Regions from separate parts of the Mus musculus genome. Here all the other regions are linked to region 2. The links are chromatin contacts, called in public HiChIP or PLAC-seq and promoter capture Hi-C maps. All regions are on one chromosome and are shown on one strand. The core of a region is the stretch at or near the end of the contact, and the rest is flanking DNA. Distances in the headings are between cores, read along the strand shown. Region 1 has its middle 19 kb from the start of Tbxas1. Region 2 holds the start of Ttc26 (tetratricopeptide repeat domain 26). Region 3 holds the start of 4930599N23Rik (RIKEN cDNA 4930599N23 gene).

What was found. Promoter capture Hi-C pulls out the DNA fragments that hold promoters and counts their contacts. HiChIP or PLAC-seq counts read pairs in DNA pulled down with a chosen protein or histone mark.
Region 1: a contact with region 2 is called in an H3K27ac HiChIP or PLAC-seq map of microglia, with 10 times the contacts expected there. The contact joins the enhancer-like site here to the promoter of Ttc26 in region 2. A contact is called at or near these places in 6 of 39 promoter capture datasets (the C10 cell line, the HPC-7 cell line, HPC-7-derived erythroid cells and 3 more), 2 of 484 Hi-C or Micro-C datasets (both in embryonic stem cells) and 1 of 115 datasets of contacts at active chromatin or transcription factors (microglia).
Region 3: a contact with region 2 is called in a promoter capture Hi-C map of liver, with 4 times the contacts expected there. The contact joins the promoter of 4930599N23Rik here to the promoter of Ttc26 in region 2. A contact is called at or near these places in 3 of 39 promoter capture datasets (the 3T3-L1 cell line, liver and pre-B cells).

What each region holds. Positions count from the first base shown.
Region 1 is chr6:38,898,748-38,901,676 of GRCm38.p6, reverse strand. It overlaps a transcript of Tbxas1 not described here. Among named protein-coding and RNA genes, the nearest start is that of Tbxas1, 19 kb to the left of the region's middle. Within about 2 kb of position 1,371, at least 81 of the 459 cell types and tissues checked have an H3K27ac peak or open chromatin away from gene starts, as enhancers often do. A contact at or near this core is called in the HPC-7 cell line and microglia, where this site is marked.
Region 2 is chr6:38,380,134-38,382,897 of GRCm38.p6, reverse strand. Ttc26 (tetratricopeptide repeat domain 26) reads right to left here and starts at 1,374. Exons shown (of 18, transcript NM_153600.2): 1 at 1,305-1,374; 2 at 685-822. The coding sequence starts at 1,307.
Region 3 is chr6:39,117,185-39,119,884 of GRCm38.p6, reverse strand. 4930599N23Rik (RIKEN cDNA 4930599N23 gene) reads right to left here and starts at 1,412. Exons shown (of 4, transcript NR_045813.1): 1 at 1,065-1,412. It overlaps Parp12 (poly (ADP-ribose) polymerase family, member 12), which reads left to right and starts at 1,536. Exons shown (of 12, transcript NM_172893.3): 1 at 1,536-2,078. The coding sequence starts at 1,726.

The DNA.
Region 1 (2,929 bases), core at 122-2,621, 520 kb before region 2:
CTCCTTTGATTCAGTCTGGAAGCCCAACCCATGGGACAGTGCCACCATATTTGTGATGGGGCTTCCTGCCTCACTGAGTTTCCTAGGCAGATCGAAACCCAAATCAAGTTGGCAATGAAGATCCACCATCACAACCACTTTCCAGCAGAGAGGGGCCAGCTTGCACGGGGGACCTTAAGATGTGCAGGAAGCTGAGAACTTAAGGCAGCAACAACAGGCTAGGTGAGGTCCAGAAGGCCCTTTGGGAGCCTTTTGAGAAACTGGAAGCTTGTGGTTTCGAAGGGAGAGAAGTGATTCCCTTCACAGACATGTGGGAGGCGTGTTGGGGTGGGGTCATTTAGTCAGAGAGTAACTGAGCTGGTAGCGGGAACTAAGGGTGACAGTGAGGTTAGATGCACTTAGTGAGCATGCAGGAGACAAGTCCTGTGAGAGAGGAGGACTTGGTTGTTGACATGTGGAGTTGCTGTGTCTGATCTGGGAGACCTTTGGTTGACAATATCCTACAGCTAGCTACTTAGGCAGCTTTGGGAGATATCTAGGCTGCACCTCTGAACCGGACACCAGGTTTTCAGATGGCAGTGAAATCTTTCGAGGCATAATGTTATTTAGGATGGTGTGGAGAGTGGGCAAACAGACAGGCAGAGCATAGAGGAGCCATGGTACAGGTGTATACAGAGTGTAGTAAAAAGCAAAGAGGAGGGAGCTTCCAGAAGCAGCAAAGAAAGAAGGAGTTGTTTGGTTGGTTTTGGTTTCAGTTTTGGTGTAAGTGGTATGGAGTGTGTGAGTGTGCGGTGTGATTTGTGTGTGGTATGGTATGTGTATTATATATACTTATTAGTGTGTGGGTACACTTGTGCATGTAGGTGCACATACACACATGGGCAAAAGGAGGTCCAAAGTCTGTTCCAGATGTCTTTCCTTGATTTCTCTCTGCCTCTTGTTTCCTTGTGTCTTATCTGTCTCTCCACTGAACTCTCAATGTCAAGAAGGCCTGGAGCATGCATATCTTGGAAACCATTCTTTCTCTATCTACTAGCACAAGGTTCAAGGTTTAGCACAGGGTCTCTCACAGAACCTAAAGCCTTTCAATTTAGCTAGCCTGGCTGGCCAATGATCTTCAAGCACCCACCTTGAAGTCTCTGCCCTCTCTCCTCAGTGCCGGCATTATAGGATTATTTTGTTTTGAAAACTGCTAAAACTATTTCTGAAATTGATTTGGAGTAATAAAAAGAAGCAGGAGGAAGAAGTACAAGGAACAAATAAATGTCAATGAGACAGCGCAACACGCTGAAGACGATCCCCACAGCACATTGCTAGGAAAAGAGGAAGCCCAGGCTGGAGTGATGACTCAGGAGTTAAAAACACTGACTGCTCTTGTAGATAACCTAAGTTCAGTTCTTGGTACCCATGACAACTGCCTGCTCTCCAGTTATGGGAGAAGTGATGTCCTCTTTTGGTCTCCTAAGTGTGTACACACACACACATACACATGCACACATACATGTACACGTATGCACACACACATATCCACACAGACACACTCACAGGGATGAAAATAGATTTCCTCATATATATTAAGAAGAATGATTGAATTCCACTAATAAAAGGTCGCTTTTGGTTTTGTTTGTAATAAAAGAAGTAATTAAGCAACCAGTGGGAAAATACTGAAACTTTACACAGTTGAGATGCTAACTAGAGGGAGCAGAAGAGGATATGAGAAAGGCACAGAGAGCTGGAGGAAGAAGTGAGAGGGTTTTGTATGAGAAGCATTGAAAAACAGTAACACTGAGCCTTGTGCTAGGAGATTAAAGGATGGTTTCCAAGATGTACATGGTCCAGACACTCTTGACATTGAGAGTTCAGTGGGCAAACAGATAAGACACAGGAAACGAACAAAGTAATTGAAAAGGATGATTAAAATATACAAAGGAATAAAAAATAAGAAGAATGGTGGTGGAAAGTGGCTTTTCTGGAGACACTTAGGCAAGACCAGAGAGATGATGGGTTCTGCTGGCCAAGAAGCAGGAAGAGGGTAGACAATGGGATGCTTCTGAGAGCCTATCAGAAAGCAAGGAACAGGGGTGGTGGGACCAGTGTGGGACCCACAGATATCCAGGGAGGCTGGCAGTGAGCTGGGCAGGGCCCTGGAGGTTTTGACAAAGATGTGGGACTTTATTCTGGTGCAGTGAGAAGCCATGACTTGCACTGAACCTGACTTGCACTGGAAAAAATTTCTTCTGACCACAGTGTTGAGAAAGAGTTGGAAGGATAGAGAGGGCCAGGGAGAATGGGGGTAGCTTATAGTAATTATAAGGTATGGGACTAGCTCCAGTGAAGGTAGTAACCATGGAGATGATGAGGGGGCAAGGTAATACTGTAGAGGTACAACCTACAGAACTGTTGATGGAAGGAGAGGGAATACAGAATGATCCCCAAGTCTCTGCAAACTCATGTGTTTATGGGACCATAGGAAATCTGTAGAAATTGTTTCATTGTCTAAGTTGCATGAGGCAGGCCAGGATTCCTGCTGTAGAGAGCAGGGGGACCTCAGAGATTCTAAGATTGAATGCTGTGTTAGGCACATTGTTCTAGGTTATGTGCAGGCTGGAACAGTGAGTCTAGTGAATGAAGACCTGGTAAAGGAGGAACTAAAAGATAATCTAAAGAAGAGATGTCAGGCTATGGAGGTCCATAAGAGAGAATCAGCGAGGTGGGTGGAAGATAACAATGCCAATGCTGATGTCAGAGTAATGGTCAGGTAGAAGGATACAGGCAGAGAGATGCCAGCCAACCTTCCTCATGATTTCCAGTGATGGCATGGCTCCCAGGTACAGCTGTCCTCTAGAACCAGAATGAAAGTATTGGAGCCTGGCTGGCAGATGGACCCCATCCTCGGTCACCAAGGATGAATCTTCCTTTCCAGTAGTGA
Region 2 (2,764 bases), core at 125-2,624:
CAAGATCTGGTGCCCTCTTCTGGAGTGTCTGAAGACAGCTACAGTGTACTTTCATTAAATAAATAAATAAATAAATAAATCTTTAAAAAAGTGAGATTTGCACCTAGCATTGGTTTAAAAAAATGACCCTGACATACAGAGTTGAAATGTTTTATGGGTTTACAATAGTTTTAAATTGTAAATAGTAAAAATCACTTATTTTTTTTAACCAAAATGTAAATAGGAAGAAGTTACAAATCACTCAGGATTTATGGTAAATAATGTGTGAATTGACACTGTTAAATGTAATACTGTATTCACCATTTGTGGAACTAAAAATTAATAATTTTATGTGTACAAGTGTTTTGTCTTCATGTATGTCTACATACCATATGTTTTGTTGAAGGAAGCCAGAAGGCCTTGAATCTCCTAACATTTAGTTACTAATGGCTGTGAGCAGGCACGTGAGTACTGGGAATTAAGGTCCTCTGGAAAAGCAGCCGATACTTTTAAATGTCGAGCCATCTCTCCAGTCCAAAATGTTTTGTATTTCATCAGGTTTATAGTTAACTTGGAATCTGGAATATGCATCTGGCTATGTTTGTTTGGATTACCCATAATGTACCCACCCGTCCCAATAGCATAGTAACCAGCATTCAACCCACCATCCACCAGACTGAGAAGTAAACCTTCTTTGGACATTACCTCCAATAGGGTAATGGCGCCAGTGAAATCTCTCTGCGAAAGTAGATCCTCTAGTTTTGGAATCTTCCTCCCTTTCTTCTTTCTTTTGTCAGTGTGCGGTGACTCCCCGCCCACAGCGGGTTTGGCCCTTGAAAGCATCTGTAAAACAAATAGCAAAGACTGTTCTATCAAAAGTCATTTTTAAACTGAGGGTAACAGCTCTCAGTCAGATCTACCCTTACCATCAGACCCTAGGAAGTCTATTCAGATTCTTTTTTTATTGTGCATTTTAGTAAAAGGACCATTACCTACTACTGAAGGGGAACCGAATAGCTACTTCCAACAACTTTATCCATAAGAGACAAACAAACACTCACGCAGCTTCTACTACCTAGGTCTTCCAAGATTCTTTTTTCCAGTTCACAGTCTAGTATCGGGAAATGAAGAAGCAGGAGGGAAGAGAGCATCGAGGTACATAGATTTCTTCGCATCCCTCCCTATTCCCGGTGGAAACACTGGAGGGATAAAGGGATCGCCCTCTAGAGACGCACCTAGATTCTATCCAACAGTGCGTTGAGAACTCTAAACCCAGGTACAAACCTATTCAAAATCCCCCACCCTTACTATTCAGAGCCACTAACCATCTTGGCGTCGGTCCTGTGAGCCCCCGCTGCAGATAGTCTGCAAAGGCTGTGCTTCGGCGAGTTGCCACATCCACACAGCGAGCTCCGTTTCCACGGCAACGCCGCCGGGAGGCTGGTCCTTCTGAGAAAGGGCTCGTCCCAAAACCAATGTCCTAAGCTTCTTGGTTCCGTGTGTTTCCGCAGCTGGAAGAGTAGGTGCTTCTCTCAAGGGAGTTAATCCTTGTTGTTTGTGCTGAGGATGAAAATGGGGCTGTGTCTCTACTTAGGAAAGCAGTTTAAGAAAAGGCGATTTAGAAGTACTATTACAACTAGGAAGTATATTTCAAAAGCAAGTTTCTTGGGAAGGTAATTTTCAAGGACCACTTCCGTTTTGCCTGGGGTGAGGACGACAACAGCTCCGCTTGTCTCGTACATTGTCTCTGTTTTCTGCTCGTTTCTGCTGGTACCTGCTGAAGCAAAGGATAGTTTGGAGGCAGAAGTGATACCAAAATATTTCCTCGAGACAATGTTAATCCCAAAGATGGGAGGAGAAAGACCACCACCCCAAATCATCATGACCAAATTAATTAAAGCAAGCTTTTTTATTCGTGTACACGGACTGCTTCTCTCTAAGGCCAGTTTGGAGAGATCAGCATTGGATGTGAGGAAGACAAGGTTTTTATAGATCATGGGGGTTGCGGGGGTGAAATGGGGAAAATAGGAGGGAGAGGTGTTATAAGAGCAGAATATAACAATAACAAGTTAGTCCTAACTACCTCCTGAAACAGTCATGGTTGCAAGGTGGGCATAACAACAGATAGCCATAACAAGGTAGTTATAAAACCTTTTGAAACAAAGGTAGAGTTGCAAGATGGTTCTAAACAACTTTTAGAAACAATGTCATGATTTGGCATTCTTGGAACGGTCAGTACAGAACCATTTGTAGTTAAGGCTATAGGCGAGGCATAGCTCAATCTGAGAAACAAAAATTTAATCATAAGCAGGAATGAACCTAGTTTGTTTTTACTATAAGGTGACTTCTGTTTGTTTTGTTTTTGCTTTGCTTTGCTTTTTGTTTTATTTTTCAAGATAGGATTTCCCTGTGTAACAGCTCTGGCTATCCTGGAACTCTCTTTGTAGATCAGGCTGGCTGGAACCCACAGAGATCTGCCTGACTCTGCCTCCCAAGTGCTCATGTTAAAGGCATGTGCCACCACACCCAGCTATAAATGGGCTTTTAAAGTCTAGGATGGAAGCAGGCTGGTTCTTCAACACACCTATACACAATTAGAAACTATAAAAATGTGTGTACAATTAAAGCAAGAATGGAGTATTTACTCCAGAGCAGCGTTAATTTAGTTGCAATATATACATATATATATACACATACATATATATATATACACACATACACACACACACATATATATATATATATTTTTTTTTTTTTGCTTTGTTTTTCGAGACAGGGTTTCTCT
Region 3 (2,700 bases), core at 163-2,662, 740 kb before region 2:
TGGGGTGTTTCTCTCTCCATCCCCTTTTACCTGGGTTTTGGGGATCCACCTCAGGCTGGCAGGCTTTGGACAGCAGGTACTTTTCTCTGCTAAGCCATCTCTCCAGTTCCCGCCTTATTTTGAGACAGAATCTCTCACTGGGTTCCAGGGTTTGCCAATTGGTCTACTCTAATCCCATTTTATTACATTTTTGTAGTAATACTCCCCCCCCCCCCCAGCACACACCTTCCTAAGGATTGAGCCCAGGGGCTATACCCTCAGTTGCTCTTTTCTGTAGTATTTTATACTTAGAATAAAATTTTATTCATTTTAAATTAATTTTCTAAGCACTCACCTCCCAATTTTCAGCCTTCACCTTTCCTTTTTCCACTTTCCTAGTACCTCCCACACTCCACTGTGACCAAAGTGTTGGGTTTGCTTCATGCTCACTCAAAAACATCCTACTGTGTACACTTTCAAATCCAGACTGGACTAGAACTCAGAGATTGCCTGCCTCTGCCTCCCAAGTGCCGGGATTAAAGGCGCCTTCACACCTGTCGTGCCTGGTGTCTGAAGCGTCCAGAAGAGGGTGTCAGATCCCTCCTGGAACCAGGGTTACAGGCAGTTGTGAGCTGCTATGTGGGTGCTGGGAACCCGGCCGAGGTCCTCTTCCAGAGCAGTGCGGCCGCTTAACCTCCGATCAGCCCCATGGAATACTACTTGATTACAATCTTTTCTCACAACATACTAATGTCCTTCTAGGTCAAACCCAGAGAATTAACATGCTTGTTAAACTCTTGTTGTCTGAATCACCGTCTTACTGTTTCCAGTACTCCGTCCTCTCCTGTGAACATGACTTACTAACGCTTTTATTCCCGGGAGACTCCTGGAGGAAGGAATGGGGGTGCCAAAAGTCGTATTTTAATAGGTATACCCCCACACACCCCCGTTTACTTACCCCGAGAACGTTTAACTCCCAGGGTAACACACAGGAGAGTTCTTTCCGGTGAGGAATCGAACTAGGTGCATCACCTTTACTCAGAAGGGGCGAGGGAGGGAGGATCGGCCCCCTTTAAAGGACGTACCTACGCTTTCCTTCTGGAAATGCGGGATCCGCTACAAAAGCGGAGTGTCTGGCAATTCGGAGCGACTGTTTCCGTTTGTTCCGGGGTGCGGTGGGACCGGGTCCGTCGTCCCCGCTTCCGAGGCCCGCCTGCTAAAGCCCGCTTTGGCTCGGGCGACTTCTGAGCCCCCCTGAGCGCGCCGGCCGACGCACCAACCGGCCGCAACCGGCCGGCGCCGTCTGGAAACTTCGCTCGGCTTTTCCGAGATCGAGGTTGCTGACTGAACCCCCCGCGGCGTCCCTCGGGCCTAGCTGAACGCGCCACTCGCCTCACAGGACGCTGCTGCCTCGAAGGGAGCGGCCACGACTCCCTCAGACGCGGGAGTCCGGCCCCGTGAGGACCCGCGCCCCGCATCTCCGGCCGCGCGACGCCTCGAGGCACGCCGGGTCGCCCAGTGCGCGCGCAAGCGAGCGCGGGCCGCCGTCGAGCCGCGCGGTCCCCAGCTGGCGGCCCTAAGACAAGGGCGCCGGCTCCTCAGCTGCGGCCCGAGGGCGTGGCAAGGCCCCACGGCTCCTGTTTTCCCGGCCGGAGCCCGCTTTCGGTTTCGTTTCCTTCCAGCGAAACAGTGGGGCCCGGCCCGTGAAAGGCGCCGCCGTCCGTGCTAAGCCTCAGTCCGACGGCCATGGCCCAGGCCGCGGTGGCAGTGGCAGAGGTGACCCAGCTGCTGTGCGCGGCGGGGGGCGCCTTGGAGTTGGCGGAGCTGCGGCGCCGCTTGCGAACCAGCCTGGGGACCGACGCGCTGGAGCGGCTGCTGCGGGACTGCGGGCGCTTCGTGGTGGCCTCGCGGGCGGTCGTGGCCGTGGGCGCGGGCCGGGAGGCCGCGGCGGCAGCCTCGGAGCGCTTGGTGCTGGCCGTGTCGTCGCTGCGTCTGTGCCGCGCGCATCAGGGCCCCAAGCCGGGCTGCACCGGGCTCTGCGCGCAGCTGCATCTCTGCAAGTTTCTCATCTACGGCAACTGCAAGTTCCTGAAGACCGGGTAAGGACGCCAACGGTGGGCTTGGGCGGATGCTCCTGGCCCTCCACTCTCGGACCTCCACCCTCGTCCCGTGATTGGGGCAGACCGCTAGGTGACAGTTCCTCAGCCTCGCCTGTCCTTCACTCTCAAGAACGTTTATTGATCACCTACTTAGTGACTGGCAGTGTATGGTGGACTAGCACAGATAGAATGTGGTGCCAAGAGGGACACCTGAGCATGGCAGTATGGCCCCCAGGAGGGAAGCTGGTCCTCAGGGCTGCTTTGAGGAGCAGGCAGCAAGGCTTGCTGTCCCAGCTGTAAGGAGGCTTTGGAAGTGCCACTCAACTTCTGTTTGTCTGTTTACAAGCCGAAATTCAGAATTTCAAGATCCATAGAGAGTTCCGCTCTCCTCTAGCCACAGACCTTCCTGGGTGCCTTTCTACACCCCCACCCCCCACCCCCCACTTTGTTTCATTTAGGTGGCAGAGCCCTGTCTGGAATGCCCTTCCTGGTTTGCTTTTTTAGCGCCTCGGGCAGGAGCTGAAAGATTTTTCGCTTTTTTGAGCTTTCTCTAACTCTTCCACAACACACTTTATGTCCTTATTAGTCTGGGCTGCTCTCTGCTTGCACCTGCAAGGTGATT